Regions from separate parts of the Mus musculus genome. Here region 2 is linked to region 1. Evidence: chromatin contacts called from public promoter capture Hi-C data. All regions are on one chromosome and are shown on one strand. The core of a region is the stretch at or near the end of the contact, and the rest is flanking DNA. Distances in the headings are between cores, read along the strand shown.

Region 1 (2,700 bases), core at 76-2,575:
ATGTTATTTAACATTTCCATCTGTGGCCAACTTCCCTGAAGGTTGAACTAGGGTCTTTACTTTGCCCTTTCAGCGCTGTGTTTGGTTTGGGCCTTTTCCACGCTTCTTCCCTTTTGCTATCTCCCTCTGACTAGTTCTTCCTACAGTGACAAGGCTCAGTGCCCACCACACATGAGCAGAACAATCTAGAAACAGTGTCCCTGTTGTTTAGGCTCCCAACCTGGGGTGCCCACAGTGCCCAGGGTGGGATCTATTTTCCGTCTCTGCTGTCCTGCACCAAGCTGGCCCTATGTGGTAGAAAGCAGAGAGTTATGGAGCCATGGGAGGCGCCTGGTGGAGGCTGACCAAAGCAGCTAAGGACAAGGACTGTAGAACACTTTACCTCCGAAGCCGTGGCTTCTTGCTCTGCCTGTGACCCACTGGACTGAAGGCAGCGGGTACCAGTTTTAGTTCAGCCGGTATTCAGCCGATATTTGGTATAAAGCAGTTCCATCCAGAGATGCTTCACTCCTTGAAGCAGTAGTAAATGGAGAAAGCCTTAAGGAGCCTGTGTTGGTCAGGCCTGTCACTGGATCAACCAGCCCCAGTTCTAAGCTAAAAGATGCTGAGGCCAAAACAGAGACAGGAAGGGGAGGGCTGGCCATTATTTTTCTGTCCTTCCCCTCATTTTTGCTGAGGCCCCTGTGTTTTGTGTTTCTTATTTTGCTTCTTGTTCTCTCTTTGGCCTATAGCAGACTGTGGAGGAAGGAATGCTCCAGGCCTGGCGGATCCTTCCTGCTTCCTGCCAGGGGTGGGAGTCTTTTTCTTCCCAGCTCAGTGGGCCTTGGACACAGCACACCAAGCCTTAGGATTTGGAAGCCTTTGACTGGGGTTTCTTCCCTGAGCTGTTGAGTATGAAGAGGGACTCTTCATGGCTTTGGACCTCTCCCCCTTTCTCAGAGAACTCTTGGATGTGATGGAGAAAGAGAATACTCTTGCCTTTGGCTTCCTTCTTCCTTGGATACCCAGCTCTGCAAGCTGGACCCCACTTCTGAACTCACAGGTTCTGTGATCCCAATAACACCTGTAACTCTGCCCTGGTTGGCATGGCCTGTAGGACCCACTGGGTCCCCTGGGAATGCTCAGGACTCAGGAGACTTGTTGGATACTTGAAAAGAGAATGAGCCTTGAACCCCAGGTAGGCTTGGGCCCAGGTTGTGTGGCTTCAGGTGAGGACAGGGACATCTGCTGAGGATGGGAGAATAGTGGGTATTTCCCATGCTCAGAAGCAGAAGCGAGAGCACATTGCTTCCTCTTTCTGAGGCCACTGACGTGCTCCGTGTCCCTTCCGCACCCCCTTGCTTTCCTTACTTCCGCAGGCCCATGGTGAAGCAGTTTTCTTCACTCCAGACAGTGGCTACACCCTAGGAGTGAAGGGGCAGATTACAGCTTTCTCAGACTAACTAGAAACCAAGCAACAGGCCGCTAAGGCTGGGCACTGACTGGGCACTCCAATCCTTGGCTGTACTAGGGCCTACCCATTGCTCCTCTACCCTTCATCCCATCTCCTGCTCCATCCCACTGGAGAGCCTGCTGTGCCAAGGGCTACTAGCTACAGTTTCTATATTACCCTGTTCCTCTAAATGTCCTTCCCAGGGCTGTGCCCAACCTGGAATGTCCTCTTCTCCTGCACCCACAATCCTGTCCATGCCCAAACACTGTGAATTTTATGTCCCGTCTTTCCTGACACTCACCTCAGGACTCAAGACACCATTTTTTGTTTTGGTTTGTTTTGGTTTGGTTTGTTTTGTTTTGGTTCTTTTGAGACAGGGTTTCTCTGTGTAGTCCTGGCTGTCCTGGAACTCACTCTGTAGACAGGCTGGCCTCGAACTCAGAAATCCACCTGCCTCTGCCTCCCAAGTGCTGGGATTAAAGGCGTCTGCCACCACTGCCTGGCTGACACCATTCATTTTGACCCCCATGTAGATAGCAGGTTTCCTCCACATATCCTGTTCCCCAACCTGGAAGAGCTAAGGGGCAGCAGCTCTCTGATCCCCAGCTTCCAAGATACTGGCTCTTCCCTCCAGTGAGCTGCTAATCGCCCCACAGTGATGGATGGGGCTTTCAGGGCTCAGGCCTCCCAGGCTTGATCTCAGCTCTGAGCTTCTGCCTTGCCCACTTCCCAGTCCTTGTTTACTTTTATTCTCTGATCTCCAAGTCATCCCTTCCTGCCACTCTTCCTCCTGGCTCACAGTTCACATTTCCCAGGAGCCTTCTTCAAGACTTATGTCCCTTGTTCTCATCTGATTTTACTTAGAAACACTCTCTGGCTCACACATCTTCATTCATTTTCTCTGCTCCTCCAGGTACTGGGCTGTCTCCATGGGGAATCCAGTATCTCTGGAGATTAACCTGATCTCTCCTTTCTCACAAGCATTTCTAGCAGGCCAAGTTGGGCTTTACATCTCTTCTAAGTCCCCTGTTGTGCCTTACATACACTTAGGTGTACATGTATGTGTTCACGTAGGCAGGAACTACTCAGGAAACTAAGCAAAAGGATTCTTCATCCTCTTGAGGGCATCTTGCTCCAAGCCTGGTTCATGCCTGCTGCTCTCAAAACCAACACTTGTCATCTTTCCTCCTTCCCCCTCCTTAGCCACACCCTCCCATGCTTGTGGTGTGATCAGACACTTTTCTAGACAAGGGCACACAGAGATGGAA
Region 2 (2,700 bases), core at 146-2,645, 160 kb after region 1:
TGCGCATATGTATATATGTATGCCTGTATGTATGTAGCTATGTATGTGTATATATATGTATTATGCATGCACTCATCCATCTATCTCTATCTATCTATCTATCTATCTATCTATCTATCTATCTATCTATCTATCATCTATCCATCTATCCATAAATCTATTATCCATCTTGGTATCATTTCTCCATCAACCTATCACTTATATAGCTTGTATGCATGCAGGTATGCATGCAGGTATGTATGTATGTATGTATGTATGTATGTATGTATCTATCTATCTATCTATCTATCTATCTATCTATCTATCATCTATTTCTTGTTTACCTATCACCTGTGTATCTATTTATATATCATCTGCTAGTGTTGGATATTAGCTTCTTGGAGGCCAAGTCGACCATCTGGAACCCAAAGAAGACTGTGGTCTTACAGAATCCACACCATAGTTACCAAGGGGATGGTTACAGTGAGTGCAGGACAGGCTGGGGGTGGGTGGGTGGGTATGGCCATAGCATTTGAGCCCTGGATCTCAAAGGATAGCCATTATTTGTCTTCAACTCTCACTGGATGTTTGACCTTGGGCCTCAGCTTCTCCATACCTCAGATAGCTCATGTCAAGAGAGGAACTAAAGCAAAAGGGAGACAACAGCTAGAAAATGCTTTGTAAGCCCTAAGATCAAGCTGAGCTTCTTCCTGAAAGAGTCATAAGCATATGGTGACAGCCGCAAGAGGGAGTGTTGGGCATCAGGATAGGACATTAGTCAGGGATGGTGGAGGATTTCAGACTGAGGTGTGAGTGGCTAACTGTGGTGGCCTCGGGACCAGGATAAATAAAACAAGTCAGGACAGGCTGTCAGGGACAGCAGTGCTATTGAGGCTGATCCTGCTGGGGACCCAAGATTCACAGGACTGTGGTAAGAAGGGAGCCAGGCCGGGCTCCTTAGGAACACGGCGGGGAGACATGACTGCCCCATGAGAATGTAAGCTGTCACGGTGCTATCCACAGGGCCTTGCAGGAAGCTCTGGAGGCTAAGGGACTTGGAAGTCCCCATCCCGACCCAGGACCCCTATCTATACTTCCCATGTGCCCTTCACCGAGAGTGCATCTTGAAATTCTCACTTCCTCATCTCACTCCCAGCTGCGGCTTCCCCGGCTGATGGAAGAATACTGTTGCTGCCCATCCCAGCCCTGCTCTCTGGAAATTTCCTCTGGGAGGGGCTGGAGACCTCAGGCAGCTCCTCCCTGCCTCTGGCTCCCCCCATACCTCCCCTTGCCTGGGTCAGCAAGAGCCCCTCTGGGGACACTCAGCCTTTCTTGTGACTGGGGTAAATATTACCTGACACTGTTAATATTTAATGCCCCCCCACCTCTGCCCTGGCCACGGCAGACACTGTCCCCATAGTAGAGGCCACAGGAAGACCGTCGTGGAGAAGCCCCGATGGCTGGGGAAATATCAGATCTGTCAGCGAACAGTGGTGAGACTGGCAGGACTCTGCCTGGGACTGGCTCTGGTGGGCAGCTAGACCCCTTCCCTCTCCTGTTCCTTGGAGTTCCCCAGCCAGTGGCTCTCTTAGAAAATTAGCATTCAGAAGGGATCCTCAACCCCACCCCCACAGAAAAAGAGCAGAATAGCAGAAGTTGGAGCATCAGAAGTGTGTGTGTTTATGTGTGTTGTGTGTTTGTGTGTGTGTGTGTGTGTGTGTGTGTGTGTACGTGTGTGTGTACATGTGACTTTGTTCTGGGTGACAGGGTGTTGTTCTGTAGCCCAGGTTGGCCTGGAACTCATATAGCCCAGAATAACCTAAAATTCACTGCATTCTTCCTGCCTCAGCCTTCCACGCCCTGCCCAGTGTGACTTTCTCATCTTGGATGGAGAACTAAGATTTCAAAGTGGTCAGGGGCTGCCGGGGTTGGAGATGGGAGGAGCAGCCCTTTAGCTTAGCCTTCCCCAGAAGGCTTAGGGTCACAAGAAAAGCCCAGCGTTTTGAAATCCACAGACTCAGGCCTGGAGCCCAAGAGGACCCCTGCCGGTCCATAGATGTTGAGTTTTCTGACCTAGAACACTGGTGGAAGAGGGACTCATTAAATGCTTCCTGAAAGGGAAATGGGGGTGGGGTGGGGTTTGGGGTCCTGTCTTGGATCTGGCTGAGGCTGATGCTAGCTCCCCATTTGACCTTGAACATGACGGAAGTGTGGGAAGACTTTCTGCATGGATGCAGAGCCTGGGTCACTGTGGCTTCTCCTTAGATTTTGACCTTTCTGAACAACCCATACCTGAGGTTCACCAGCACTGACCCCCTCTGGCTACTGGAGGGATCTGGACTCACCAGACCCTGCGGCTGGCTGATCACTACAGGGGCACAGTTCAAAGTTGCCTGGGAATTGTTAACTTTTTCATCCCTTTAGAAAAGGCCCCGGACAAGAGGGGCTCCAGCAGGGCAGCAGAGAGTACAGCTGGCATGGAGTGGGGAATGGGGGTGGTGTGTGTGTGTGATTGTAGCTTTGCTGGCCATTGTACTACCAGCTATCCAAGGGTAAGTGCTCTGAGCTCAGGCTGGCAGAGAGCAGAATATCGGCTTCCTTCAGGGTGAAGGAGCCACAGGAGGCAGGGCCAGGGGCAGGCAGCTTGGTCTGAAAAAGTCTTCTTCCTCTATGTCACTTGAAAGGGAGCCTAGCACGTAGACTCATAGTGACGCTTTGCCT

What was found. Promoter capture Hi-C pulls out the DNA fragments that hold promoters and counts their contacts.
Region 2: a promoter capture Hi-C map of neutrophils shows a contact between it and region 1, with 4 times the contacts expected there. The contact joins the promoter of Fxyd2 here to the enhancer-like site in region 1. A contact is called at or near these places in 18 of 39 promoter capture datasets (the 3T3-L1 cell line, the C10 cell line, the HPC-7 cell line and 12 more), 1 of 15 datasets of contacts at CTCF or cohesin (CD8 T cells), 6 of 484 Hi-C or Micro-C datasets (the AML12 cell line, the C3H10T1/2 cell line, Th1 cells and 3 more), 15 of 115 datasets of contacts at active chromatin or transcription factors (the 230-238 cell line, bone marrow-derived dendritic cells, bone marrow-derived macrophages and 11 more) and 4 of 9 other capture datasets (adipose tissue, liver, macrophages and 1 more).

The regions. Positions count from the first base shown.
Region 1 is chr9:45,244,951-45,247,650 of GRCm38.p6, forward strand. The region is part of intron 4 of BC049352 (cDNA sequence BC049352); the gene reads left to right. Among named protein-coding and RNA genes, the nearest start is that of Mir7086, 20 kb to the right of the region's middle. Within about 2 kb of position 1,326, at least 110 of the 459 cell types and tissues checked have an H3K27ac peak or open chromatin away from gene starts, as enhancers often do. A contact at or near this core is called in the 230-238 cell line, CD8 T cells, Th1 cells and 10 more, where this site is marked.
Region 2 is chr9:45,404,695-45,407,394 of GRCm38.p6, forward strand. It overlaps Fxyd2 (FXYD domain-containing ion transport regulator 2), which reads left to right and starts at 1,396. Exons shown (of 6, transcript NM_007503.4): 1 at 1,396-1,472. The coding sequence starts at 1,436.